Regions from separate parts of the Mus musculus genome. Here region 1 is linked to region 2. A link is a contact called in public HiChIP or PLAC-seq data. All regions are on one chromosome and are shown on one strand. The core of a region is the stretch at or near the end of the contact, and the rest is flanking DNA. Distances in the headings are between cores, read along the strand shown.

Region 1 (2,795 bases), core at 263-2,762, 1.0 Mb after region 2:
TGAGTTAGTAAAATACTTTAGATTATGTCTTACAAGAGAGAGTTCAGCACTGTGCCAGCACCTGAGGAAGGTGTGATGGACTCTGCCTCCTGTTCCTGTGGCTGTTTCTGTTGTTGTCTTGATTCAGAAGCAAGAGAACAAATGTCCTATAGACACCCATTAATTAAGGCAGCAATATAATGAACCACAGAAGTAAGCATACAAATCCAAACTGAAACATTGTCATTCTTAATTAACTTGATTGTTATTTTGAAATCTGGTTTGTGGAGGGGGTAGGAAAGGAGGGAGGGATGGAGGGAGGGGGAGGGAGGAGAAGAGGGAGGGAAGAATGGAAGGAGAAAGGGGTGTTATCATTGAAAGAACAGCAGGAAAGATTGATAAAACAGAGACGGTCTCCCTCTTTCACTTTGTAGAGCATAGGAAAGAAGGTTTGTTCTGCAAGATGCACCCAGCATCCAGCCTTCTTTATAATGCCCACAAAAGGCAAAAGAATTCTCAGAAACTTTGAAGTTTTTAAGGCAAGGAATTTGTGAGAACCATCTCGGGTCTGAAAATAATGTAGAGGCCGTAAGGCAGTGAGTGACCTTTGACATTGGGGATCACACCAGTCTTGCTTTCTGCTTTATCCCAAGCATCTGTCACATAGTAGGTGTGATGTAAGCGACTTGGGAAGCAATTGAATGAGCATTTTCAGAGAATTATCACCGGAGCAGCCTATAAAGGAAAAGTAGGTCATCTCCCATGCGTCTCTGAAGTTTAAGTACAATCATAGTATATTTCCAGGGAAGCCGGGGTTCACACCATAGTACTAGAGATGCAACTGAACTTCTGAGTGTTTCCCTTTTCCATCTCAGCATGCTATTTAAAGAGAGCCAAAAAATACTTTTTACAAAGAACCTTGAGCATATTTCTTCATCATCACTCAGTCTCTGGTGCCAGCAATGATATATTTCTACTTATTAAACCTGTTAAATAACTCCAAAGATTTTTATTTTGCTTAGGAACACAAACACCAGTTATATTCCAGATAAATTGCATTTCGAGAAATAGCTGACAAAACAACTAACCGAAAAAAAAATCAGAATAAGCCCAGCTATATTCAGCTAGCTTGCTGGCAACAAGATTCAGGGTTAGACTGGGTGCATGTTTCACTTTCCCATTTACTGTTTGAAGCCTAAAAGCCATTAACACTATCAATATGTTGCATGATGCCTTCTTGTCTTTCATTTTTCTTTCCCTTCTCAGTTCCCTGGCATGAGAATGGTATAAGAGAACAAAACAAACCAAAACATAAACAAACAAACAAAAAAACCCAAACCTCCACCAAAGACTATTAGGCAATATCATGTTAAAGCGCTGCTTGAGTCATGGGAGAGTTAAGGGCAGTCATTAGAATCTACCTTATCTATAATCGAGGGTAATGTCACTTTAAGACATGTGAGACTTTAGAGAGGAGGGGTGTATTGAAACAGACTCCCGCTACTTACGGAGGTATAGCAGCCCTGCTCCTACATTTCGCTGCCTAACTCTGTCCTGAATGTACTGGAGTAGGGATGGTCTGTCCGTGGCTATAAACTGCTTCTCATCAGGAAACTACATTAGCTCACCATCACTTCAAAGGTCTCGTCAGACAGAGGTGACGCCAGGGGATGATTTAAAGGTGAACATGACAAGGTTTCCACCCCTCAAACCTTGCTTCCTTTTCTGACAATACAGTGAACGAGCCCAACGTCTTCACAACTGTGGAAACGGGACTGGAAGAGAAAAGCTTGCCTTTTTTTCTTTTCTTTTCTTTTCTTTTTTTTTTTTCAATTCTTAATAAAGAATTGCTGGGAAGCATTCTCTTTGAAAAATCTCAGAACTGTGGCACAGATGGATTTTAAAAAGTGTTAGCTCTTTCCAATGAGCACTAGGAGGGTTCCCTGCTCTTGGCTGGATTTTTCAGGTAAGAAAGCCTCTGTAAGATTTAAGATTCAGGAAACTGATTTGCAACATATTCAGAGAAGTATGCAAGACTCGATGCATTATTTGGGGGGAAAACACTGCCACAGAGCAGAGCTCTGTCTGGGAGCAGCCAAGAGAAGAGATTTGCAGGAGCTTGGGAAGTAATGCTGAGAATTACAGAAAGTTAACTGGGGGGGAATGAAAGAAAGAAAGAAAGAAAGAAAGAAAGAAAGAAAGAAAGAAAGAAAGAAAGAAAGAAAGAAGGAAGGAAGGAAAGAAGGAAAGGAAGGAAGGAAGGAAGGAAGGAAGGAAGGAAGGAAGGAAGGAAGGAAGAGGGAAGCCCTGTAATTGTCAAGTCACAGCATGTTGTGTGTGCTCAGCTGTGTGTGGGTTAAATGAGCAGGAGAAGGAGTCTCTAAAGAATCGTTAAGTTTGATGATGGTTAGATTTTTTTTCCCCTGAGTTAAATTTCCAGTGCATTTCAACAGAGATGGTTGACTAGCAAATGCTTACCGGGTCACCTCTGTTTTGTCTCTCTGTAATTTGCAGGCTATTCAGAAAGGTTCTAAAATGCATTCATTTGGGGATTCACAGGAGGGGAGTTGCTATTTACCTCTGCTGATGAGAGTGCATCTATGCTATCCTGCTAGCTCTGAAAACAAGGAGATAAAGCATGCCCATATACAAAAGTAAACAGTGGGCCACCAAACTAGAAACTAATTAGAAAGTGACTGGTCCATCTGACTCACTGCCTGGGGCATGGATGGCTCCAAGCTGCTGAAAAGAATGTGTTCCCACTTTGCACTTAATTACAGTTGTCACGTTTGTGTATTGTCATCCTCAAAGCCCTT
Region 2 (3,072 bases), core at 404-2,903:
AGGACACAGATTGCATCTCAGACAGTTCTTGTCTCAAGCTGCTTGACAATGTAGTTAGAGGGAAATATCCTATTTGGCCTGATATATACTACAGCTAGGGATTATTTTCCTGGGTCTATTTAAGTCTATAAAACTGGGACACAGGTCAGGTATACTAGACATAAATGGAGAAAGACCAAATAGGAGCCTTCACAGACTTGGTTGGGCAAAACCTATTATGAAATTTTACAGAAATACAGCATTGTATCTGTAGATGTATTTGATGCTGGCACAATTCATACTAGAACTCACTCAATAAAAATTTTTGGGTTGTATATAGAAGAAAACTGCACATCTAGACCATTTCTCTGAAATGACTAATTATATCATATATTATGTTAAAGCTAAGTAAAGATACTTTGATTATTTGTAGTATTTAATCATTTTATTTATGAAACCAGAATTTAGTATTTATTTTATTTAAATTTAATTAAAATAATTAAGACTACATAATTTTATCTGCTTTTTTATTGGATATTTTCTTTATTTACATTTCAAATGTTATCCCCTTTTCTGGTTTCCCCTGCTCCTGGAACCCCCCATATCCCATCCTCCCTCCCCCTGCTTCTATGAGGGTGTTCTTCTACTCACCCACCCACTCCTACCTCCCCACCCTCAATTCCCCTACACTGGAGCATCTAACAAGCCTTCACAGGACCAAGGACCTCTCCTCCCATTGATGCATGACAAGGCTATCCTCTGCAGTGTATGCAGCTGGAGCCATGTGTACTCCTTTGTTGATGGCTTAGTCCTTGGGAACTCTTGGGGGACTGGTTGGTTGATATTGTTGTTCTTCCTGTGGGGTTGCAACCCCCTTCAACTCCTTCAGTCCTTTCTCTAATTCCTCTACTGGGGACCCTGCGCTCAGTTCCATGGTTGGCTGTGAGCATCCGCCTCTGTATTTGTAAGGCTCTGGCAGGGCCACTCAGGAGAAATTTAACAAAATAACAAAGCTTTAAAAATGATGGAGTTGGAGCAACTACTATACATTATACACTTTTATACACTTGTGTTTTTGTTTTTATTTGAGAACAGTCTCAGCCATAAAAAGTTTTAATTACAGTCCAAATATCTTTTCATTTTTTACTCTTAAGAATTCCGTGCATGTATACAATAATACTATCCCATTTACCAGCTATCCCTCATTTCCTCCATACTGTCTTCATTGGGCCCCCTCCCAATTGCTTGTCTTTTTTTTTTTTTTAACTAAGTTCAGTTAGTGGTGTTCATATTTGCATGCATGTGGGCCCTTCCACTGGAGCATGGGAATCCCACCGCTGGCTGCGTCCTCAAAGAAGGATTCTCCATCCATCAGCATCTATCTGCCAGCAGGCAGTAGCTCCTGACTAAGGGGTGGGACTTGGAGATCATCTACCCCATCCATGCAGGATCTTCGATGGCTTGTTCCTGTATGGGTTTCTGGAGGTATAAACTGTAGCTACTGTGAGTTCAGGAGCTCGCTAGCCACGCCGTGTCCAGAAGGCAGCCTGTCACACCCTCCTCCCCACCCCACCCCAGCTAAAACTCTCTTCAGTCTCTTCTTCCACAGTGTTCCCAGAGCCCAGGGGAGGAGGGGTGGTGTTAATAATGTACATGCCCTACTTAGAACAGAACACTCAGTCTCTCATTCTCAGCACGCTGAACAGTGATGAGTCTCTGCATTGATTGCTACGCACTGCAAAAGGGAGCTTCTCTGACGAAGGCTGGAAGCAGACCAGGTCAAGGGGTATAAATGTGATTATTTAGAAGGCACTTTGACAGCATGATCATTTATCAAAATAGAAATTGCAGGTTCCATTCAAGGGCTTATAACTTCCCCAGTGATGATGGGCTTTTGCCAGGATTATAGTATCAGGCATAAAACTCCCTCCTTTGATCAGGCCCAGTCAGAAACCAATTACCCCATAACAGTTGTCCCATTATTTCACTAATTGGCATATTTACTTGGCAAGTTAGTATTGCAGCATGCAAAGTGGAGAACTGGTTACAACCACAAATGTGGTTTTTTTTCCCCCTGAGCAGCCTACATAATACCTTCTGGTACTATAAAAATTGGTCAGTTAAGAAGTTTCCTGGTCAGTTTGAGATTAGTTTCTCTATATTCTTCAGCAAAAGTGTGTGGTATCTTCAACAATAGGATCCCACTATGTAGTGATAGAGGGTAACCAAGGATAATGGAAGTAACCTGCATTGTTTCCAAGATTCCTGGGGACTCTCCAGTCAATAGCTCATAGAAAGGGATTGCACTCATATAGTTCACAGACTAACATTGTCCATTCATGGAGTGGATTTATGTTTGAACTCCTTTTATTTTTATTTTAATTTTGCATCTAGCTTACTATTCTGTGGGAAAGGGAAGAACTGTAAGGCTATCCAATTTATTTTAAAGAAAAAAAATCAACAATTATAGAAATAAGCAGGAAGTCTTCACGATACCCTGCTCAATAACAAAGTAATGTCTTCAAATAATGGAAATGTAGTTTCCAAGTGCTCAGTACTCCCACACGGCCACCTGGTGGCGCTCTTTTCCTTTAACATAATGGGCTCTTCCGCCTTTTTTTTTTCATTAAGAGATCTTTATATGATGTCACAACACATAATATTTTGCATAGCATCTTTGGTTGAGTTATGACTGATTATCAGTCTCCTAGCAATGGCCATTTAGGTTATTTCTTATTCTTTCTTTTTACAAAGAATGTTACTGCATACATCCTTGCAGAAAGAATGCTGAGTGATTTTTTTTTTTTTTTTTTGCATCTTCAACTTAATGAAATAGATTATAAAACAAGAATTTGAAATACAGGTTTGGGGCTGAAGAGAGATGACTCAGCAGTTAAGAGCACTGACTGCTCTTCCGAAGGTCCTGAGTTCAAATCCCAGCAACCATATGGTGGCTCATAACCACCCCTAATGAGATCTGACGCCCTCTTCTGGTGTATCTGAAGACAGCTACAGTGAACTTACATATAATAATAAATAAATCTTTGGGCTGGGGTGAGTGGAAGTCCTGAATTCAATTCTCAGCAACCAAAT

Evidence for each region. HiChIP or PLAC-seq counts read pairs in DNA pulled down with a chosen protein or histone mark.
Region 1: an H3K4me3 HiChIP or PLAC-seq map of forebrain shows a contact between it and region 2, with 7 times the contacts expected there. The contact joins the promoter of Tafa1 here to the enhancer-like site in region 2. A contact is called at or near these places in 8 of 39 promoter capture datasets (the 3T3-L1 cell line, cranial neural crest, hippocampal neurons and 3 more), 1 of 484 Hi-C or Micro-C datasets (the N1E-115 cell line), 2 of 115 datasets of contacts at active chromatin or transcription factors (astrocytes and forebrain) and 1 of 9 other capture datasets (adipose tissue).

Annotation. Positions count from the first base shown.
Region 1 is chr6:96,111,642-96,114,436 of GRCm38.p6, forward strand. It overlaps Tafa1 (TAFA chemokine like family member 1), which reads left to right and starts at 1,513. Exons shown (of 5, transcript NM_182808.3): 1 at 1,513-1,945. It also overlaps 2900060L22Rik.
Region 2 is chr6:95,085,713-95,088,784 of GRCm38.p6, forward strand. No RefSeq gene overlaps it. Among named protein-coding and RNA genes, the nearest start is that of Gm26501, 13 kb to the right of the region's middle. Within about 2 kb of position 1,654, at least 23 of the 459 cell types and tissues checked have an H3K27ac peak or open chromatin away from gene starts, as enhancers often do. A contact at or near this core is called in forebrain, where this site is marked.